Linked DNA regions of Zea mays: region 2 is linked to region 1. Evidence: chromatin contacts called from public Hi-C data. All regions are on one chromosome and are shown on one strand. Each heading gives the region's core, a stretch centred on a gene start, on an enhancer-like site or on the middle of the called end of the contact. The rest is flanking DNA. Distances are from core to core; before and after follow the strand shown.

Region 1 (5,868 bases), core at 1,451-3,950:
TCTCCTTAGATGCTCCAAGCAATATAGCATCATCTGCTTCACTTAGTTGAATCACGTACAATTAGTTGTAGATCTCATTGAAGAGTGTGACATTTAGGTTTCTCACTGATCACCAATCCTTTAGCTGCTTAAGGTATGGTGGCAAAGAGCTTTTGTGGTGGAGTTATAGGAGTTGGCTCTTTGACCCTAAAAGATCGATCCCATCTTATCGTTGCTATCAATGGGTCCATTAAATGCAGTTGCCACACATGGACCTAAATAGATATAAACTTAAAACTACTGTGGACCTAAAAATGTGTGGACTTTAAAGAAATGTATATGTGATTATTGACCTTTCATCCTTCGTCTTCGTCTAGTCCCTTCGCTATCAGAATTGAAGAGCATCGAAGTAAGCGAACCAAATGAAAATGTATCACTATCGCTGCTTGGGGCATTAATTGTCGTGTCTATGGTTTGAAGGTTAGACCTCCAGCTAGGATCTACATTCAAATAGAGTGGGAGACTATAATACAATGGAAGACAAGCGAATTGGAGAGTGAGGGGTGTGAATGAATCTAAACACCCTCTCTATTTATAGGCTAGATTCCAGTTTTTTAAATGATTTTTTTAAACTCCAAACAATTAAAAAATGGTTAAATGAGATGGCACACATTCCAAAACAGCCGATCAGTAGCACCAACCGGTATGACCCGACTAACCTGTCAAAACACACCACATCGCTAAAGACGACCGGTACCGTTTGCTTCAGGTAGATATCGACTAGGCTGTCCAACCAGAAGTCACCTAGTATAACCGATCTAGCTATCCAACAGACCGATTAGTAGCACCGACTAGTATGACCCGACTAACTGATCAACATCCCGCCGATCAATTAGTAGCACCGATCAGTATGACCCGACTAACCGGTCAACAACCCTACCGATCGATCAGCCGAATAGATGGAGAGACAATACAGTCGATACACGACCACCGTCCGGGCTATGTCAATAGGCAGTATAGACCACATTGGATCCAACCTTATGGAACCCACACTAAAAAAATCTATAGTGGAAGAGAAAAGACAAAGTCAAATCAAATGAAGAGAAGGGCGAAACCAAATCAATAGGAGAAAGATGTTAAAACATGAGTTGGTTCATACACGGTCCCAACAACCATGGAGACGGAGGCATTTATTGCTATGGTTGGCACTGGTGAACATGGAGAGTACATGGGCCAACAAAAACAAGCCTAATATTTATTCTCTGCTAATGTCTTGTCCTAGCTATTTACTCCACGGAGCTGTTTCTATAGTTTTTTTAGTATGGGAACGAAATCAATTTGGACCGGGGGTTGAAGAGATAAATCAATACTCCTACACCTAGTACTTGAATAGAAGGCATGAATGCGCACCCACAAGCACAAGCAGTTCATAATAACGGCGGAGTTAATGGGCGTAGGTACACAAGTATGAAGTTCAGAGGGTACAAGGGGTGATTTAATATGACACGGCGAAGAGCGCGCGCTGGCTCTTCTCTCTCTCTCTGCTGTGCTTCTGCCTTGTGGATTTCTCCTTCACTCCAGTGGTGTCCATGGCCGACCATGAACCACCGAGCTGCTAGTTGCATCTACTACTCCTACCTTGTTGAGGCTCACACGCATAGCCATTACTTACCTCCAGACCTGTGCAGCGCTGATGGAGACGATCAGCAGTAGCAGTATCGGTACTGTTGAAGATGGAGGATACGGATGTCCTTCTCTTCCAACCGGCCGACGTGCACCACCGGCTTCGTCTATCGGAGCTACCCTGCGTGCACTAAATTCTGTGCACTGTTGTTTCCTGCCTCACAGATATTGCGTTGCAGTGTTTATCATGAATAGCTAGGACACTGCTTACCATTACATTAGTGCCACGCAGGCAATAATACTACAAGAAGTGACGATGTACAGATGGTTAGTACGTAAAGCGTCGTCGATCCCAACTTGTGAATCCGTTCAAGGCCAACGTGTATATATTCTGAGTCTGATACACATACAATGTGTAAGGCTGTACGTCTTCAATTCAACAGGCAACGTATCTTCCTCATCCATGCTCTTCCGGCGATGTGCACGTCTTGGAGACCCCTATTTTTCACGTACGGGGCGCCGGAGAGCTCCTAACCGCCTTAACTCCGATCCACTACTCCTCAGTTACAGCTCCTGCCAACCTTCTGAACAGGCGAACCACCAACACCATCTCAGTTACAGCCGCTGCCCTGCCCAGGCACCTGCACCTGCACCTGCTCCTGCCGCTGAACGCGCTTCAAATCCTACCAGCCTACATAGAGCTTACATGCAGGGCAAGCAAGGCCATGCGACAGTAGTACTAGATTTTGTGGTGGCTCTCCTGGGCTGGGCTGGGCTGGCATTATGACGTGTACGTACAGCCCGGGCATGTAGAGAGGCCTATTAATAAATGGAGTGGAGGTGGAGAGATTTGCGACATTTAAGGCCACTCTAGCTACTTGCCACCTTCAATGCCGGCCTGCCCTCCCGTTAATGCGGGCTGGATGAAGGCCATTCAAAGCCTCCTTCCTCCCCTGCATGAACTCAGCATGAGCATGACCCCATCAATCAAAACCACAGTGCTGTGCTATCCGTAGGAGAAGAGAAGACGACCACCAACAAGCGGTACCTTCTCTCATCACCCAGTTGTCAAGAGCTATTCCTACACCAAGCGGTACTGTCTGGAACCACATATATATAAATAGACCTGTGGTGTGGTGCTGGTGCCAGCGGCCAGCCACGCGACCATGAACACCGAGTACCTCAGGGTGAAGAAGCTCCAGCAGGAGGCCGCCCGGTGCCTGAGCTTGCACAAGACAATGGAGCTGCAGCCGGAGCTGTCGCTCGGCCCTGTGTGGCCGGGCTTCGCCGCCGGTGACCTGGCCGCCAAGAGCTCCTCGTCCGAGTCTGACGGAACCTCCCGGAAGAAGAGGAAGCACTACACCGCCAGCTGGGAGGAGCCTCAGCAGCCGCCCGCGAGCCTGGAGCTCCAGCTCAACGACCCACTGCCTCTCGACTGGGAGCAGTGCCTCGACCTCCAAGTGAGTACCTTTAATTTCTCTCGAACGGCAGCTATATCTCAATTCTTTATTATTCCTTCTGCTTCTAGTTCAATAAACTACAGTAATCATCTAATGTTTTCATGTGCATATAATGTGAGAATTTAATATGCCGACACGTAGTTTACAAAAGCTATTAGTAGTGACAGAAAGCCTTTTGCTAGTGGACAGCTATTCCTATTCCTTGAAGTGTCCTGCATTAAAATCGGAGCCACGATTCACGAGCTAGATCATGGTCCAAAAACATGAATGGATCATCGTGTACCTGTACTGCCTTTTGATCCTAGCTGTGTTGTGTTTTTTTTATGCATGCAGTCTGGGAGGATGTATTACCTCAACCGGAAGACGCTGAAGAAGAGCTGGGTCAGACCCCAGGTGCAGAGCGTGAACCTGGACCTCAACATCTCCACGGCTGCCGCCATCGACAACTGTGCCGCCAACGGTGCTGCTGCCGCTGCTTCCGACGACGAGGACGAGCCAAGGAAACCCGCTGGCACTTTGTTCTCTGGAGGCAGCATGGTGGCCGTGCCGTGCGCCAACTGCCATCTCCTAGTCATGCTGTGCAAGTCCTCCCCGTCCTGCCCCAACTGCAAGTTCGTGCAGCCTCTGGCACCTGCTGTGCCGCCTGCGGCGGTGGCCCATTGGAGGATCGATGCCGCCGTCAAGCCGCTGGAGACCCTGAGCCTTCTCCATTAGGCACATGCACTTCACCGGCAGCAGATTGTAGAAAGGAAATCGTAGTTACGTAGTAGTGGTGCATGGGTTAGTATTACTATTACCTGGGTAATGCATGAGCGGTCGAATGAAAATTGGAAATGTGAAACTACCGTGCATGCATGGTGACATGACAAAATACAAAATGGTGAAGCCAGCCTCAAATTAAACTGCATAAATGCATTGAGCAATCAGTCAATCAGTTAGTTAATAAATACTAGTAATGGCGACAGGTCACCGGTGTGGTAGCTAGCGAGAGATTGGGTATAGTACTTGAAGCAGTGCAACAGCAAGCTTCAATGAAACTGAGGCGGCAATCAGACAGTGAATGTATCGTCCCTCCTGCATGCCTCTCACGTTCCTGCCCATTGATGAAGAAGGCCGGTGGTTGCCACACCTCCTCGGCTCTTCACCCCTCAGCGCCACCAGCCCGCAACCATAAAGGCCTTTGACTGCCATCACTAATGCAAACTTGAAACTGTTGTTGGGGACGGGGCGGTAGATTTGGGCGCCCGATATGAAATGAATGCCGCACCTACTTGATCTGTGATCGGAGCATGCGCGTCCGTACATAGTACGTAGTATTCCCTGACCCATGTCTTATATCCCGAAAAAAACACATGGCATTAAGCACTGACTTGAGTAAGAAAGAGCTTGATGAGTGCTACAAGTGCTGGCTGGGGACCGACTCTCAGGCTCAGCGGGCAAGGTAGAGGATGCATGGAGCATGGTTAATCATACATGCAGATGCAAGCCGCAAAGCTACTACAGAGCACAACCCAATACAACATGCAGTTAGCAGAGTGCAGAAGGAACACCTCCCCATGCTGATCTCTACCACCTGATATGTATGTGCTTTCCATTGGCAATGTGTGCAACTAAATAAACATGCCCATGCAGGCCGCACAAGCCTCTCGATGGATGGGTTCAACATGTTGAGATGATCCCGAAGTCCTCTCGAAGAGGTGGACGAACGCTGCCCTCAATCAGATATTGAACTGTTGCCTAAAAAAATGTGACTGTTGTTGGTGATGTTACAGATGTGATGTAGGAGTGCGCCTTTTGATGATGAGCGGCTGCGACATTTCCGAGAAGACGCACGTCCACTATAAAAGGGGCGGGGCGGCTAGGGTTTGCTTTCTTCTTGCTCACTAGTACACATAGGCTCTATAGTAGCGGTTTTAGAGACGTTTGCACTAGCGTTTTTCAGTGCCGCCAGTGCTAGGGGCCAGTGGAAATCGTCATTTCCACTGGCGGTTTTCTTAAGAAACCGCCAGTGAAAATAGCATTTCCACTGGCGGTTTTATTAAGAAAACCACCAGTGGAAATGCTATTTTCACTGGCGGTTTGTTTTATTTAGCCGCCAGTGGAAGTTTTCCCGCCTTTTTTAAATTTTCAATCAGTACTGGAATTTATATATATTTACACACACAAACATATATATTGATAAACATGTAGTATTGATATTAAAAGTAACATGGAATTAAATTCTATCATACATTTATATATATCATAGTCTTGTTTACAACCATGTATGCATCACACATTATATACATCAAAGTTTTCACTTAAGCTCTAATAACTATCTCGGCTAAGAGATAGATAGTCTACTAATTTCTGTTAGTATTCTAAACTCTGGCAAAGCTAATGTTCCGGAAGCATCGTGATATTTCCCTTCTGCGGGAATGACCTATTTCAATATGAATGTGCACAGGTCCTCAACTATGCCATACAATGCACCTTCAGTCAAATTCTCCGGGCTTCCTTGTTGAAATTGCTGTAAAGGAAGTTTATAAACATCATCTATTTATACTCAATAATAACACATTTGCATCTTTAATGACATAAATACATATGTGACTATTACTAATAATACCTTGCCAGGATTCCTGATGTATCGTCCGTTCATTCTCATAAACTCGCACACGTAGAACCCACATAGGACCGATCCGGGTGGTTGCTTGTGGCACTACATAACGGAAGATTGGTTATTTAGTTGCAATGTTGTCTTATGTACGTACATGTATGATATGTATTCATAAATTCACATACTTACCGGCCAGTTATAATGGAT
Region 2 (6,034 bases), core at 2,711-5,210, 450 kb after region 1:
TTCAGCATTGGCTTTTGCATCACGCTTGTGCTTTTACCTTCTTACGAGCTGAAGGTACACTTATAATGTAATATTATCTTTACTTTTCCATCATAATAAAATGGAAATGATTCGACAATAATACACAACTGTTTATGTTATCTTTATGCTTCATATAATCCCTTCTTCATTATTATATTTTATGCTGATGAAGGTATGTCCTTCATAACCTTCGTCCGAAAATCATTATATCCTTAAGGAAATAATGCTTAGAAGGACGAAGGATATTAACATTTAACATTTTGTGTTGCCTTGTTCTTGATTCATAGCATTTGAGAACAAGTCCCCAACAATAGGTATCAAGGAATGGTAATCAATTTCAAGGTAGGAAATGCAGCAATTGTGTAGCACTCAACTCCTATCACCTAATGCATCATTTCAAGTGATAAAGAATTTAAAACAATAAGGAAGGGGTAAATGCATCGGGGCTTGCCTTGTGTCGTAGGGGACTCGGGATCTGTTCCACAAATGTCAAAGTAGAAACTGTCCCCGACAGGTGGATTTTCAGTCGGTGGTGCAACTTCCTCTTCAACAACTACTTCTTCGTTTTCTAAACATAACAATATATACACATAAATGCCCATGTGATGCTATGATCATGTAGTTATGATAGAACATAGTAAGTTATATCTTGAATATAACTTTCCTTCATGGTACTCCTAAGTCATTAGGGTTTCCTAGGTTAATACCCTATCAGGGTTAGGCAAGTTCTATTCTAGGAAGCTAGGGTTTTGGGTTTGGGATCCAATAATGTGCAAAACATACCAAACTTTACCCAAGGGCTTTGATTATTATATTAAGCTTACCCAAAAAGTTTTATGATTTTTGGAGCTATCAAGTAATTTCTAAAATTACAAAAGACTAGGTTTAGGTCTTCTTAAATGCTAAATAATTCATGGTTGGTGCTAAAAATCTTGGAATTATTTTTATTGAATACTAGAGGAATTTAGGAGTCTAGTAAAATTGGCCTCATGATTTTATAATTTTTCTAGATTTTTCTATAAGTCTCCTAAGTCTGGCAGAAAAAGAAAAAGAAAAGGAATGAATAGTAACGTGCTCAAACCAGCCCGAGTCGGTCCACGAACAAGGAAACGCGCCCGCGCTGGCGACTTTGCACAAAGGTCCCTGTTGATTTGAACAACCAGAAAAAGAGGTCGCGGCACTATTCCTATGTTTCATTGACATTTGCGTAAAACCCCTCCTACTTCTATTTCTTCACAGCGTCAAGTCCACGACGTGAACGACGATGAACGCGCCCTCCGGTGAACTTGTACCAGCCGAGATGCGTAACCACCGGTGCTCTAACTTGGTCGACACCTAATCCTACCCCTGGCAACCCTAGGCCGACCATCAATTGCACAATTCCCGCCCGGAGCCTTTCTGCCCACGACGACGGCGAAACCCAAGGGGAAATCGAGGTGTTCTTGGCGATTCAGGGAGGTCTAGCTCAGTCAAAAGGGTCTACGAGCAACAGGAGACTTAGGGGGGCTAGAACATCGAGCCAAGAAGCTTGAACTCACCCGCAAAGAGCTAGCCACGGCGAGGTGTTCACGGTGGCGCGGAAACCCGATTTGGGGGAAAGGGAAATTGGGAGGCTATGGTGGACGATCAGAGGCGAGAGCTGGTGCACTAGGTGCGTAATAACCTAGCGGAGCTCACTGGGGCATCAATTTATAAATTTCATCAGCGGTGGCGTCCAATTTGGAGAAGGCGTGCTGGCGGCTGGAGAGAGGGGAAGTTCACTGGCGCGGGTTACCGTGGCATTCACTGGAGCAACGACTCAGTCGATATATAGGCCGTCTATAGCGACCTACGACGACGTGGTAACAAGGCAGTAGTGTGGCGTGCTCAGGTTGACAGCGATCATCACCGCGACGGCCACCAGCCACGTCGCGACGTAAGTGGATGAGGTGACAAAGCGGCCACAGTGCTCCGACTTCATCCTGTGCTAAAGATGTTTCACCCCGAGTCGTTATCCGGACGCCCAGGGGCGCGAATCACAACGTCGGCGCGAATCCGAGCGTGGGGTCACCAGCGGCGAGGTGCACTGCACCTGGGATCTTTTTCAGTTACTGTACCATGGTAATCCTCATCAGAAGTTCTGACAGCACGATTTGGAGAGCTTTATTCTCTAATTTGTATGTGATAACATGTTAATCCACTTGTAACAAATTGTGTGATGATGTTATTATTTGAGCATTGTGTGATGATGTCCGGTTATGTAAATTGTTGTGTACGTGAGTTGCTGATCCTGACACGTACATGGTTCGCATTCGATTTGCCTTCTAAAACCGGGTGTGACAACCATGGAATGGGAAGTAGCAACCATCTTGCCATGACGGCAAGGGTGATGGACAAGATATTTTCAAATTTTAATTTGGTCAATTCTTGGATGAACCAAGTGAGCTTAGTCAACACAAAAGATCAAAGCTCAAATGACCTAGCTTCCTATGTCACTTTCAAATCAAAGAGGAAGAGCTTGCCAAAAGACATCGAGAGGAGCAGACAGGATGAGAAAAACCAGCTCGAAAAACTCGTCCAAATGAAGAAATCTGGCAAACAAGATCTCCCTTTGCATCCAAAACACGAGAAAGACCCCTCTTAAAACACACTTCATAGTCATCCTCAAGGAATTGCGAAACAGAAAGCAGATGGAAATGCAAATTTGAAAACATAGCAACATCCTTGCGAACAAAACTCCCGTTCACTCGAATGGAGCCACGAGAGACAACCACCTCTCGACTTATCCCCGAATGTGATGTATTCCTTACCAATCACGGGGTCGAGGCTAGAGAAATATTTGGAGCTTCCGGTCATGTGGTGCGAACAGCCGAAATCCATGAGCCACATGTTCTCCAGGCCTCCATCCTACATCAATAGAAAGACACGGGGTGAGCAAATGACACATCACTAGGGTTAGGATATCGGGAATAATACTAGTGCTACGGCATTCGCCCCTAAAAAGTGTATTTTAAAAAATACAAACTAACAATTGTCGACTAGTAAGGAATACCAGTAACATATATAACAATATACTAGTAAGGAATATATGTTGCTCACTATCAAATAGATTTAAAATGCCAAATACAATGCAAATAATTGTCTGAAAACATTGAACTATATTACCTCGCCTACAACAATACAAATAATTGTGAAACTATACTATCATGTCATAATAACAATTAACAAATAGATTTGAACTATGAATTATCAACTATTTTCAAAAAATCAACTAACAAATGTACACCAATCGTCATCTTCTACCACTGAACATATAATACTACTAATAAATGTGCACAAACCTAAAAACGAGTGGAAAACAGTGATTACCGAGCAGTTATCAACGAATCTTGTCGTTAGTGTGCCGAATCTCGTCCGTGTCTAAAGCTGGCGCGCCCTCGCTTGATATGTCAGAATCCGGTGTTTTCTTGTCAAGAAACGATGAAATCTGACCGAATCTCGATGTATTTTGGGCGAGATCTCTCATTAGTGTCACTTGCGACAGCCGAAAGCTGAGGGAGTGGAAGAAAGAGAGAGAATGAAATGAGTGGAGTTGTCGGGTGAAGGCTGTGAAGTACATAGGAGATTTTTTATTAATAGGTTCGAGTTTCGGTTAACGGTTCAGAACAATTGAATTTGAATTTTAGTTTGTATGAAAATATAGATTTTTTTTAACAATAAATATACTTCTGAACTTCTAAGAACCTCTAATTTTTATAAACTCTTTTCAAAACTTTTATATTTTTTTAAATTTCAAACGAAAAATTTCAAAAAATCAGTGAATTTCGTTTCCGTCGTTTGTCGGGAACGGGAAAAAACGCCCAAACCCGTCGAATCCCGAGCGGGATTTATATCCCAACGACACAAAACTCTGGAAGTCCCGCATCTCCCGATAAAACGCCGCGACCACACAAGAAGTGACCTCTGACCTCCACAGTCTATAACGGCACGACCCTCGCTCATGTTCTCATCTTCCCACTCCTTCCATTTGTCCTCTTCCTCTCCCTCCCACGCCACCGTCAACGAGCTCCAGAGCCCCGCACCGCGCCGCCCGCCAGCAACCACCCCCTCCTCACCCAGATGCCGCGGCTGCCGGGATCGCAGCCTGCGCCGGAGCGGCGACTCGCCGTGCTCCTGTCCCACTTCCACCCGTGTTGCGAACCTCCACGCACCATCGCCTGCGTCGCCAGCGTGGAGTGCCTCCGGACCGCAGCCGAGGAGGAGGCCGAGATGCAGTTGAGCCTCTCCACGTCGCCCTGCGCAGGAGGTGAGAAGGGGGGATCCTCGGGTGGCGGGCACTGCGTGTTCTGCAACATCGTCGCGGGCACCGCGCAGGCCTTCAAGGTTAGTATGCACGCTGGCGCCTCCCGCTCCCAGCCTGTTCAACCATTCTTGTAATTGCGTCGCTATTCGAGGCGTTCTATATTTATTCTGGTTTTTCCAGAACTTTCGTGGACTGTGGGGATTTTAAATTTGCTCTCGTGATGTCCTCGTGTGTCAGTTGTTGATGAACTGGTTGACTGTTTATTGATTAATTCGGATTGTTGTGTGCTTCATTTTGCAGCTCTACGAGGATGATATGTGCTTGTGCATCCTGGATGCTAAACCTCTAACAAGCGGGTAAGGGTTTAATGCTCTTCTCACTTGTCAGCTCTATCATTACTTCAGTTCTTGGTGTGCTTAATTTCGTTAAGTTACTCGAGTTTGTCACCCACGATTAAAACCAAATACAGATAGTGACTTGTTGTGTAACGTGAGTTTTCACTGGGTGTTTGATTTTGTTTGAGTAACATGCAGTTTTTGTTATTTGTCTGCATCAAGTTTGTATTGCTTTGTTTGCTATGTTCTATTGACGTGAATTGACAAAGAATGTCTGAAATAATATGTACTAATAGTCTGTATGTTGGGTACTGAAGGAGTTGAGATCGCTTGCTCGATAAAGGGGTAATCTAGACTCTTTTTTGTGCAATTGACTAAATAGTTTTTGAATAGGCCATCGGATAGTCAAGTTTTCGCACTAGAATGAATGGATGACAATGACATAATTAATGCCTAAAGCGAAAGAAAACATTACTGCTAGAATCTGGACTTGAATGTTTTGGTCTTCACTCTTCAGTGTTTGGATAAATCATAGATGCTATATGCAAACCAATCTTTTCTGCCCTTGAGCTGTAAATTTGTAGAATACTGAAAAACTGGGAATGATACCCTATTGGACTTACATCTCTGCTGTAGTTTGATTGCCATCATTCGAGTGTTTTTTCAAGAAAATCTAATGGCACTTCTTGCCCCTTCATTGGACATTGTGATTTATGCACCAGATGACATGAGTACTTTTAAAATCTGTGCAATTGTTAGTCCTGTAGATTACCTCTTTCATGAAGCTAGAATTTGCATTGCTGAGTTCATTCGAGTGCCATTATATAGACTTGTGGTATTGTTTGATCAGGACAGATATATCCTCAACGGTGGCACTCATACAAAAAGTAGTAGTTGAGATGCAGCTCTTTAGGTGGCTAAACTTTTTATATTATCTTATTATCTGGGTAATAGATATTTCAATGCATGTAGGCATCAATTCTACTTTCGATGACATGTCTTCACTTTGTTGGCTCACTGGTCATACAGTTGTCGTTGTACTGTAAAATACTACATCTTAGAAAAGATGTGATTCTAGCTTTGGTCAGAGTCGAACTAATTTAAGTTTGACTGAGTTCATGGAAAATATCAGCATTCAAGACTCCAAATAGGTATATTATGAAAATATATTCCATAATAAATCTAATGATACTTATTAAAAATGATAAGAATTAATATGTTTGTATACAAATTTAATCAAACTTAAGATAGATTGACTGAGCACTATTCTAGAATTGCATCTTTTCTGGGACAAAGGGAGTATCACCTATAGCATTATTTATAGCTTATTTAAGGAAGTATCTATCCTTTTGAACTGATTAGTATGGAGAAGCTTATGTCTAGAGTTGGAATTGGC

What was found. Hi-C and Micro-C count contacts between places; a contact is called where the count stands out from the background.
Region 2: a contact with region 1 is called in a Hi-C map of ear, with 2.4 times the contacts expected there. The contact joins the promoter of LOC103641022 here to the promoter of LOC100217211 in region 1. A contact is called at or near these places in 3 of 25 Hi-C or Micro-C datasets (ear, root tip and tassel).

What each region holds. Positions count from the first base shown.
Region 1 is chr10:37,861,213-37,867,080 of Zm-B73-REFERENCE-NAM-5.0, forward strand. LOC100217211 reads left to right here and starts at 2,701. Exons shown (of 2, transcript NM_001143568.3): 1 at 2,701-3,062; 2 at 3,396-3,972. The coding sequence starts at 2,769. The coding sequence ends at 3,776.
Region 2 is chr10:38,309,163-38,315,196 of Zm-B73-REFERENCE-NAM-5.0, forward strand. It overlaps LOC103641022 (adenylylsulfatase HINT3), which reads left to right and starts at 3,961. Exons shown (of 7, transcript XM_008664437.3): 1 at 3,961-4,383; 2 at 4,604-4,659. The coding sequence starts at 4,120.